Linked DNA regions of Mus musculus: region 1 is linked to region 2. A link is a contact called in public HiChIP or PLAC-seq data. All regions are on one chromosome and are shown on one strand. Each heading gives the region's core, a stretch centred on a gene start, on an enhancer-like site or on the middle of the called end of the contact. The rest is flanking DNA. Distances are from core to core; before and after follow the strand shown.

Evidence for each region. HiChIP or PLAC-seq counts read pairs in DNA pulled down with a chosen protein or histone mark.
Region 1: an H3K27ac HiChIP or PLAC-seq map of embryonic fibroblasts shows a contact between it and region 2, with 36 read pairs. The contact joins two enhancer-like sites. A contact is called at or near these places in 2 of 15 datasets of contacts at CTCF or cohesin (CD8 T cells and the NIH/3T3 cell line), 17 of 484 Hi-C or Micro-C datasets (the AML12 cell line, CD8 T cells, arterial endothelial cells and 11 more) and 7 of 115 datasets of contacts at active chromatin or transcription factors (CD8 T cells, bone marrow-derived macrophages, effector CD8 T cells and 3 more).

Annotation. Positions count from the first base shown.
Region 1 is chr2:83,743,220-83,747,818 of GRCm38.p6, reverse strand. The region is part of intron 2 of Itgav (integrin alpha V); the gene reads right to left. It also overlaps the pseudogene Dnmt3l-ps1. Among named protein-coding and RNA genes, the nearest start is that of Itgav, 21 kb to the right of the region's middle. Within about 2 kb of position 3,323, at least 110 of the 459 cell types and tissues checked have an H3K27ac peak or open chromatin away from gene starts, as enhancers often do. A contact at or near this core is called in the NIH/3T3 cell line, embryonic fibroblasts, granulosa cells and 1 more, where this site is marked.
Region 2 is chr2:83,674,941-83,679,119 of GRCm38.p6, reverse strand. No RefSeq gene overlaps it. Among named protein-coding and RNA genes, the nearest start is that of Zc3h15, 32 kb to the right of the region's middle. Within about 2 kb of position 2,644, at least 57 of the 459 cell types and tissues checked have an H3K27ac peak or open chromatin away from gene starts, as enhancers often do. A contact at or near this core is called in the NIH/3T3 cell line, embryonic fibroblasts, granulosa cells and 1 more, where this site is marked.

The DNA of each region.
Region 1 (4,599 bases), core at 2,074-4,573, 68 kb before region 2:
TCAGACTGTTCTAGAACACGAGAATCTATTTCTATCCGGCCAGGTTCAGAATAGTGTACCTTTGTGGTGTGCAGGGGCCATAACCCCTAGTTCCAGCACTCAGGAGGCAGAGGCAGGCAGATTTCTGTGAGTTCAAAGCCAACCTGGTCTACAAAGTGAATTCTAGGGCAGCTAGAGCTACATACTGTGATCACTTCTCAAAAAGAAAAACAAACAAACAAACAAACAAACAAAGTGTCCCTTTGATTAGTCACTTTGCCTACACTGCAGTATCTCCTGTACTTTACATAACTTAGGACTATTATTAGCTAATTAGGAAGTGTGGGGGCTGCAGAGATGGCTCAGTGGTTAAAGGTCCTTGCTGCTCTTGCAGGGGACTAGAGTTCAGTTCCCAGGACCCACTTGGCAACTCACAACCATCTGTAACTCTAGTCCAGGAAGTCCTCTTCTGAGATCCCTGCACACACACACGGTGCACAGACATACACGCAGGAAAAAACACCAATACACATAATATTAAAATTAAAAAGAAAGAAAAGGGCATGTTAGTGTGTCAGGTTTACTGCAAGCACTATCAATTATATCACAGATGTGGAAACGTCATCATAAGGTAGGTTTCCAGTGAAATTCCCTAAATTGTTGAGTAACTATAACAAACTCTGTGGCCACCTGTTCTACTCCCAGGCATTCCTGCCATATCATAAAGGCATATACTGACGTCAGAACACAGGGAATCCCGAGGAATGGCAAAGGGTAGCAAAATAGAGCTGTACGTAAAGAGAGGCCTAAACACCACAAAGAAATGACCTCTGCTGACATTTTTGGCTTCTCTCCTAAAGAATGCTTTCGTGAGCATAAAGCATGCATTTTCACCCATAAATAGGTATTTCAAGCCAAATATCTCAGATACACTTAAGTTACTACTAAAATACATATTACCCTATGCCTGTCTTCAGTCCACGGAACTAGGTAGTCTCATTTCTATACACAGCCTTTGTATTCAAGGCTCATTTGCATGGGAAACGTCATTCCTTCCACTTGAAATAATAATGCTACCTGAAAACCCAGCATATACTTATAGAAACGCATGTCTACTACAATACAATCATGAGAGGCTACGAATACAGTTGTACAGTACCAACAAAGAAATACCTTCTAGATCAGTGGCTTTTCCTAATGCTGCATACAGTTCCTCATGTTATAGTGGCCGCAAACATAAAATTAGTTTCATTGCTCCTTCATAACTGTAATTTGGCTACTGTTATGAATCATAATGCAAATGTGTTTCCTGATGTTTTTAGGTGAGCCCTGTGTACAGGTCATACAACATCCCATAAGAGTCATGACTCACGGGTTGAGAACCACTGCTCTAGACCAAGTTTTATGCAAAGAAATAAAAGAGTAGGCATTCCTGGATTCTAAGGGAATTAAGGGTTGTTCTCTACATCAGGGGAGGAAAAGTCAGGAAAAGAATTGTGAAGGGCCTTTCCACTGTGCTAAAGAACGCCCTCCATTCATGCTGAAAATGACCCTGTGCTAAGCCATTTTTCTTCAATTATTTTAGGCCTGGATGTTTAGAAGACAATTCCTCTTTGTAAAATTTTGTTTAATTATGCTACTTTCCAAAACTGTCTCAACAAATGTTTTTCTCAAGAAATATACTTTGCTTTATTTAAGTTTGTATATGGTAGCACCGGATGTTGTTGTACACTGTCAAGTAGCAGAAGCTTGGAACAGCCACCATGGTCTCACTCTCCTTACAAAACAGACTGACAAGGTAGAAACAGCTGGAGAAATGGCTCAGATGTGATGAGCATGCCCTAGTCTTCCAGAGGACCCAAGTTCAGCTCCCAGTACCCATGGGGGCTGACTCACAGCCTCATGGGATCCAATAACATCCAAGGGCACCTGCATACATATGGTGCATACCCACCCACAGACATTCAAAAATACATATAACTAAAAATAAATGACTTTGATAACAGTATAGGAATAAAATAAAATATAAAACAAAATGGTATACAAAATACCTCTTCCTATACCATCCCCGGTACACAGGTCCTTCTAGCAGACAACATCAGTGGTTCCTAGGAGGCACCTTTCTCTTGCTCCAAGGCCCTCTCTCTTGGAACATGGTGATTCCAGATAGCTTTGCCCCTGACCCTGTCGGCCACCTGGAAGAGCAATAGCTGAAACCCTTCCTGAGCCTGAAGGCTGATCATATCATGGACGTGATACTGGTAGACTCCAGGAAACTGCTGTCCTCAGCCTCACCTCCTAGGCAGAGAGATCATCAAGTGATAAGTCACCGTGAGCTGACAGAACATCAAAGACATCTATCTGCCTGTCGTGGAAGTCTCCAGGGTAGGGTGTACGTGTAGCAGCCCTTGTTTGAGGGAGGAGCATGTTTCCCACATAAGGACAAGTTCCTGGAAACCCTCTTCCTTTCCTGTGAGGACCTGAACTAGAGCTAGCTCCATCTCCTGCTCAGGGACTCCCAGTTCTTATATAGCCCTGACTGTACCAGTGTTACTGTTTCGAGTGAGTAGATATCCTGGTGGATCCTGGGACCTCAGAGTGAATCAACGTCATGGCCTGCCAGGTTTGCTTCCTCTGCCTTTCTCTCAAAGCAGCCTGCTGCAGAGGCGGAGGACATGGCACCACCAGCTAAAGGCCTTCCATCACCTGGATGGGGCAAACCTCGGGGAGATGTGCAAGGCAGTGCCTATGTGGAAGGATGAGGCAGGGCATGTGCTGACACATGGGAGGATATTGAACATGAGCTAAAGAGTTTGGGCTTTGGGGAAGTGGATCTGGTTTTGAGGGAGAAAGATGGAAGAACTCAGAAGCTGTCACAAACATCGCAAGGAGAGACATGGAAGGATGGGGCCCCTTTGACTTCGTGTAAATGGCTCAACACAACCCCTAGTCTACTGCTGTGACCACTGCCCTGGCTGGTGCCAGTTCCAATTCCACCGGGTCCTACAGTACACATGACCGCACCCAGGTTGACTGCAGCCCTTCTTCTGGATGTTTGTCAGCAACCCACTGCTGACTAAGAATGACCAAACCTCAGCAGCCTAACTCGAGATGGAGGCTATGACCTTCAGGATGTCTGCTGCAGATCCTCCAGAATGCTGTATGGGTGTGCAGCGACATGGGGGTGAGAGGGAGCAAGCATGCACGAGACACTGACACCAGGGAAGGAACAGTTCCTGAAAGCCCAAGTCAGTACAAGAGCCACGCTGGTACCCAGAGCCTGGAGCTCCTGGAGAACTGCCTTCTCCCCCCTACCAGAATACTTCAGATATTTTTCTCAGAGCTCACTTCCTCTTTACAATGAATCATACAGTGAAAAGGGAGGCTGTCCTAGATCCAGGGCAGTCTTCCCCTGTGCCTTTCCCACTGCAGCGATTTCTTCCGCTTGTTTGAAAAGGGTTTCTCCTGTTTAGTTCCCAAGATGCAGATGCCTCTGTGCAGCTCACTATGGACATGGGAGGCACCCACTGCTGTGGACAAGATCCTCATGGAGAAGCCCATGTGCATCCCCAAGTGTCTGTGTTCCACTTAAAATATATTATATGTTATAAAAAGAAAGAAACAAAGGAAGAAAAGAAAGAAGGAAGGGAGGGAGGGAGGGAGGGAGGGAGGGAGGGAGGGAGGGAGGGAGGGAGGGAGGGAGGGAGGGAGGGAGGGGAGGGAATCCTGTTTGGTTTTGCTTTGTTTTGTTGTTGAGACAGGGTTTCTCTGTGTACTCCTGGCTGTCCTGGAACTCACTCTCTAGACCAGGCTGGCCTCGAACTCAAGGATCTGCCTGTCTGTGCCTCCCCAGTGCTGGGATTAAAAGCGTGTGCCACCACCACTCAAAAAGAAAGAAGGAAAGGAGCCGGGCATGGTGGCACACGCCTTTAATCCCAGCACTCGGGAGGCAGAGGCAGGCAGATTTCTGAGTTCGAGGCCAGCCTGGTCTACAAAGTGAGTTCCAGGACAGCCAGGGCTACACAGAGAAACCCTGTCTGGAAAAAACAAAAAAAAAAAAAAAAAAAAAACAAAAAAAAAAACAAAAAAAAGAAGGAAAGGAAAAAAAGATACTTCCTGCCATAATGCTTCTCAGGGACTTGTCTCTGTGGATATCAAGATTAATGTAAGCTAGAAAAGTCACAGAAAATACATGCAAATTCTATATTTTTGGTCTTATGCTTATCAACCAGTTTAAAATCCATAGTTCTTTTCCATATGAAAACATATTTACCACTTATTAAGAACAAATGAATACTGGTCAGAGGTTTTTCATTTTGTTTTGTTTTTAAAGCATCAGATATCAGACATATGTTTTGGATGTAAGCAGAAATTTTAAAAACTAATTTAAGGCAGACATTGTGATGCAAGTCTGTAACCCCAGCACTCAGGACACCGAGGCTGGTAAATCAAGAGTCTGAGGGCTGCCTGTTCAAGCAAGTAGAACCCCTGTCTTCAAAACATAAATAAATAAATTACATTACATTAAATATTAAAAGGCCTGGCTTCCTTAGGGCAGTGGTGCTCAACTTGCCTGACCTGTGACCCTTAATATAGTTGGTCCCCAACCTTGCTAATACT
Region 2 (4,179 bases), core at 1,395-3,894:
AACATGGTGATTTGAGTACTTTTACTTCATATTTGATGGAGTGAACCAAACATTGCTAAGACAACTCATGGCCGTTTCTACACTGACCCCTCTGGCCTACGACTTTGGATGAATTATTCTTTGTATTGATGAGTTTTCCATGTGAACCAAGTTTAGCTTCCCACAATTGGTACTATGTATAATGACTACACACTAGCCGGGTGTGGTGGCGCAAGCCTTTAATCCCAGCACTCAGGAGACAGAGGCAGTGGATTTCTGAGTTCGAGGCCATCCTGGTCTACAAAGTGAGTTCTAGGACAGCTAGGGCTACACAAAGAGACCCTGTCTCGAAAAACCAAAAAAAAAAAAAAAAAAAAAAAAAGAGAGACAAGAAAAGTTCTAGCTGTAAGGATTGGACATGGTCCAGCAATGCAACCATCAATTCCTTAGCTGGCTACTCTGCTAACAATAATAGTTCAGTGATTTTACTGCACATCCTTTTGGCCATAGGGTTCGGAATTCAGTCTGAACAGATCTGCTGTACCTTGTTCATGTTAACTCATCCTGCACGTCCTCTACTTAACAAATGAGTATTGGAAGACTCTGTTTTCTTCTACTTAAATCAAACTAATTTTTACCTATGTGACTATAATAGCTCCTTACTTCACTAGTAAGGCTCAGGAATGAAGAGCCTCTCAAAACAATGGTCTCGCTCTTTATTAAAATGTTAATGTTTTTTTGTTTGCTTTACTATAATTTATTTATTTAGCGTGTATATGAGGGGTACATGCTATGGCATGTTTGAGGATGTCAGAGGATAACTTGCAGGAGTTAATTTTCAGTACTGAATTCAGGCCTTTACCTACTGATCCATCTCACTGACCCGTGAATAAGGTTTCTAAGATAGGAAAATATGTATGTGTTAATGCTTAGTTAATGAAACACACACACACACACACACACACACACACACACACACACACACACACAAGCATGCACACACAAAACAGCAGTGACAAAAAAGAAAAATTAATTCCCCATGGCATTTAAAAGGATAGAATATTATACACTAAACTTAGTCATAGATGTCCAAAGCGTGCACCACTGCAGATGGAAATAACTGCAAATGCATTTGTGCCCATATGAACATTTCATACTATTAAAATGCACACAGTACCAGGAGTTATCCAGACTCAACGCAATACTTATCACAAATCACATTGGCATCTTTGTACAAATGAAAAAAAAGCTAGCTTGAAATTCATATGGGATCTCAAAGAACTCAGTGTAGGATCCCAAAGAATCTCTGGATAGCCCTGGTTGTCCTGCAACTTGCTTTGTAGACCAGGCTAGCCCTGAACTCAACAGATTCACCTGCTTCTGCTTGCTGGGATTAAAGGCTCATGCCATCATGCCTAGTATACTTCCAGATTTTCAAACACAGTATTAAGCAATAGCCATTACAATGACATGATACAAAGCATGTAGAAATACATTCTTTAACAGCTGAATGCCTTTTATTTTTGAGGACTTCCTACACTGTTAGCATCATTTCCATGGTGCTCCTCCCCAACACAATTCCTCCACACAGCCTCTTGAATTTGTGACTATGAACTCGTGACGATGACTGCTTCTATATTACTTTCATACACACCTGCTGAGTCCAGATAGTGTTGCCTCGATGGGCCCCAAACTACAGGCTCTCCCTCTCTCAGCCACTGACTACCTGGAGTTCTTCATCTAGAGCGGGGCCTAATAGAATGTTCCTTTATCCATGTTCAGTATTCATTACAAAAATGCAAGTCCTAGGGAGATGGCACTAAAATGAGTTCTTGGTCATAAGGAGACACTTTTTGAGGGATTGAAAAATGTGCCCATAAGGCCAGATTTGGTGGCTCAGCACATGGGAGACAGAGGCAGGGCATCTGATCCCAGGCGAGCTACGTACCGAGATTCTGCCTTAGAACAAAATTGACAGAAGACAAAAACATAAAGTCAAAGCACAACTGTTTCTTTTCTAGCTGCGGAGATAAAATACTAGACAAAAGCAATTTTAGGGAGGGTTTCCTCTGGCTCACTAAGTAGACCTCTTTCAACTACAGTGGAGAAGGGGATGGGGGAAGCACCAGCAGGCCAGTACCTCGCAGCCCTTCCTGTTATTGGTTCTTCAATAAATCTTATCAAGAAAATTCCTCACTGGCATATGCTGCGGCACCTCTCCTAAATGACTCTAGGTTCAAGTTTATAATCACTGTGATCTAACACTTCTCTCCAACAAAACAACAAAATCCCCCCTCAAAGACATGAACATAGAAGCAAAAGGCACACCTGTGAATTTGGGGCCCTGTGTTTTGGTGAATCAAAGACATGAAAGGACTCCATCATTAGACTATTTAAGGATGTTACTATTTCTCAAACGGGAACACGCAGATGAGACATAAAAACCCACAAGACACAGTCATAGCTGCCTGTTCCCAGTGCGACTGTCTGAGTAAGCACTTGCAGCTCCACCGGGAGGCAGCCTCACAGCTGAAGAACAAGCATTTGAATCCCCCTTTTCCTAAGAAGGAAACCCAGGATATAAAACACATCACACTGAGCAATCAGAATCAAGACATAGCAACAAAGCCAGGACAGCCAAGACCTTGAAGACCATGCCTGCATTCCATTCTCCTTGGCTGGCAATCTAGAGCTTTTGAAGAGTTATGAAGCAGAACTCAGGACTAACAGGGCTAGGCCCCAGGAAGCTAAATCTGGCAGGGCTTTGGATGTATCAGTTCTGGGAAGGAAATAAGTTAACAGTTAAGTTTGGTGACTGTAATCTGAGGTTGGAAAGTACACCAGTTTCTATTAAGAGAACCCTCCCTTGTTTTCACCATGTCTCTCATACTCTAGATGTTCCTGCTCTGGAAGATAAACCATGTATGTCAAATTCTGAACAAAGATAAGAATCTGCTTAAGAGACAGTGACCATGTGAACAGAAAAGAGCACTGCTGCAGGAGAATTCCTGGTGTGGTACAATGACTGGTTGTTTTCAGTCCAAGTCTCTGGATAAGATTTCAATAACGAGAGAAAAGAAATGGAAAAAAAAATCTAGGAGATTTTGGAGAAAAAAAGACTTTAGTCTGGAATTTGACATACTGGCAGGAAATACATGTTACTGTGAGCAGCTTATTGGAAATACTCGAGAGATAGAGCCACTCATGTGGAAGTGATTATGGCAATCACGAGAGCAAGTGAGGCTGGCAAAGGACAGAACACAAAGATGGCAGAGAAGCCTGAATCACAGAGAAAGGCTCGGCAGGAAACCCCTCCCTCTGATGTGAAGTATCAAACAAGGTTCCAGGCAGTTCTGCAACAGCTTTACAGTCAGGGCAGATGACATTACCAACGGCCTATGGGAAGTCTGAGTGTGGCTGGCTAGGAAGCCTATGGGCAACTTCACAGCCCATGTCCTGCTTAGTATTTCCACCAGGTTTATTCTTGGCAAAAGTGGAAGGCTGGAACAGAAGCAGACCAAAGTTGCCCACTGTATCAAAAACAGACACGTTAGACCAACTTGGCTATGTCTCTGACTATAAGTGCCTGCTTAGAAGAGAAATGTACGCATATAGTTAATAATGCCAAGTTTGAGGCTGGAGAGATGGGGAGTGGTTAAGAGCACTGGCTGCTCTTCCAGAGGACAATATGGCAGTTTATGACTGAAACTCCAAGATTGAACACCTTCGCATAGACAGACATGTGTGAGGCAGGCAAGACACCAATACACATTAAAAATAAATAATAACAATAATGATGATAAAGAATGCCAAATTGCAAAATGAATTTAGGCAGTTTTGAGTTTGTGAGGTGAAGATTTTACTACTTACCAAGGCAACTACTTTTTCTAGACTGGCTATGTGCTTTTCAAATATAAATTTGTGTGCAGGTTTATCGTGGAAAGTCTCTGCAGTGTATGGATGCACGTGTGTGGGGCTCAAGGACACCGCAGGCAAGTCCTTGGGAACCACTGTGTTACTCACTTTTCTGCTGCTGTGATGAAATACAATGAGCAAGGCGATAGTGTTTTGGGGCATTCAGTCCCAGGGAGACTTGCTCATCGCTATGTCAGAGAAGCAAGGTAGGTGTGGTAACAGGAACAGGTCACGTTCACCTAGCTAATCCCAAGTAGGAAGCAAAAGGGATGCACTAGAAACGGC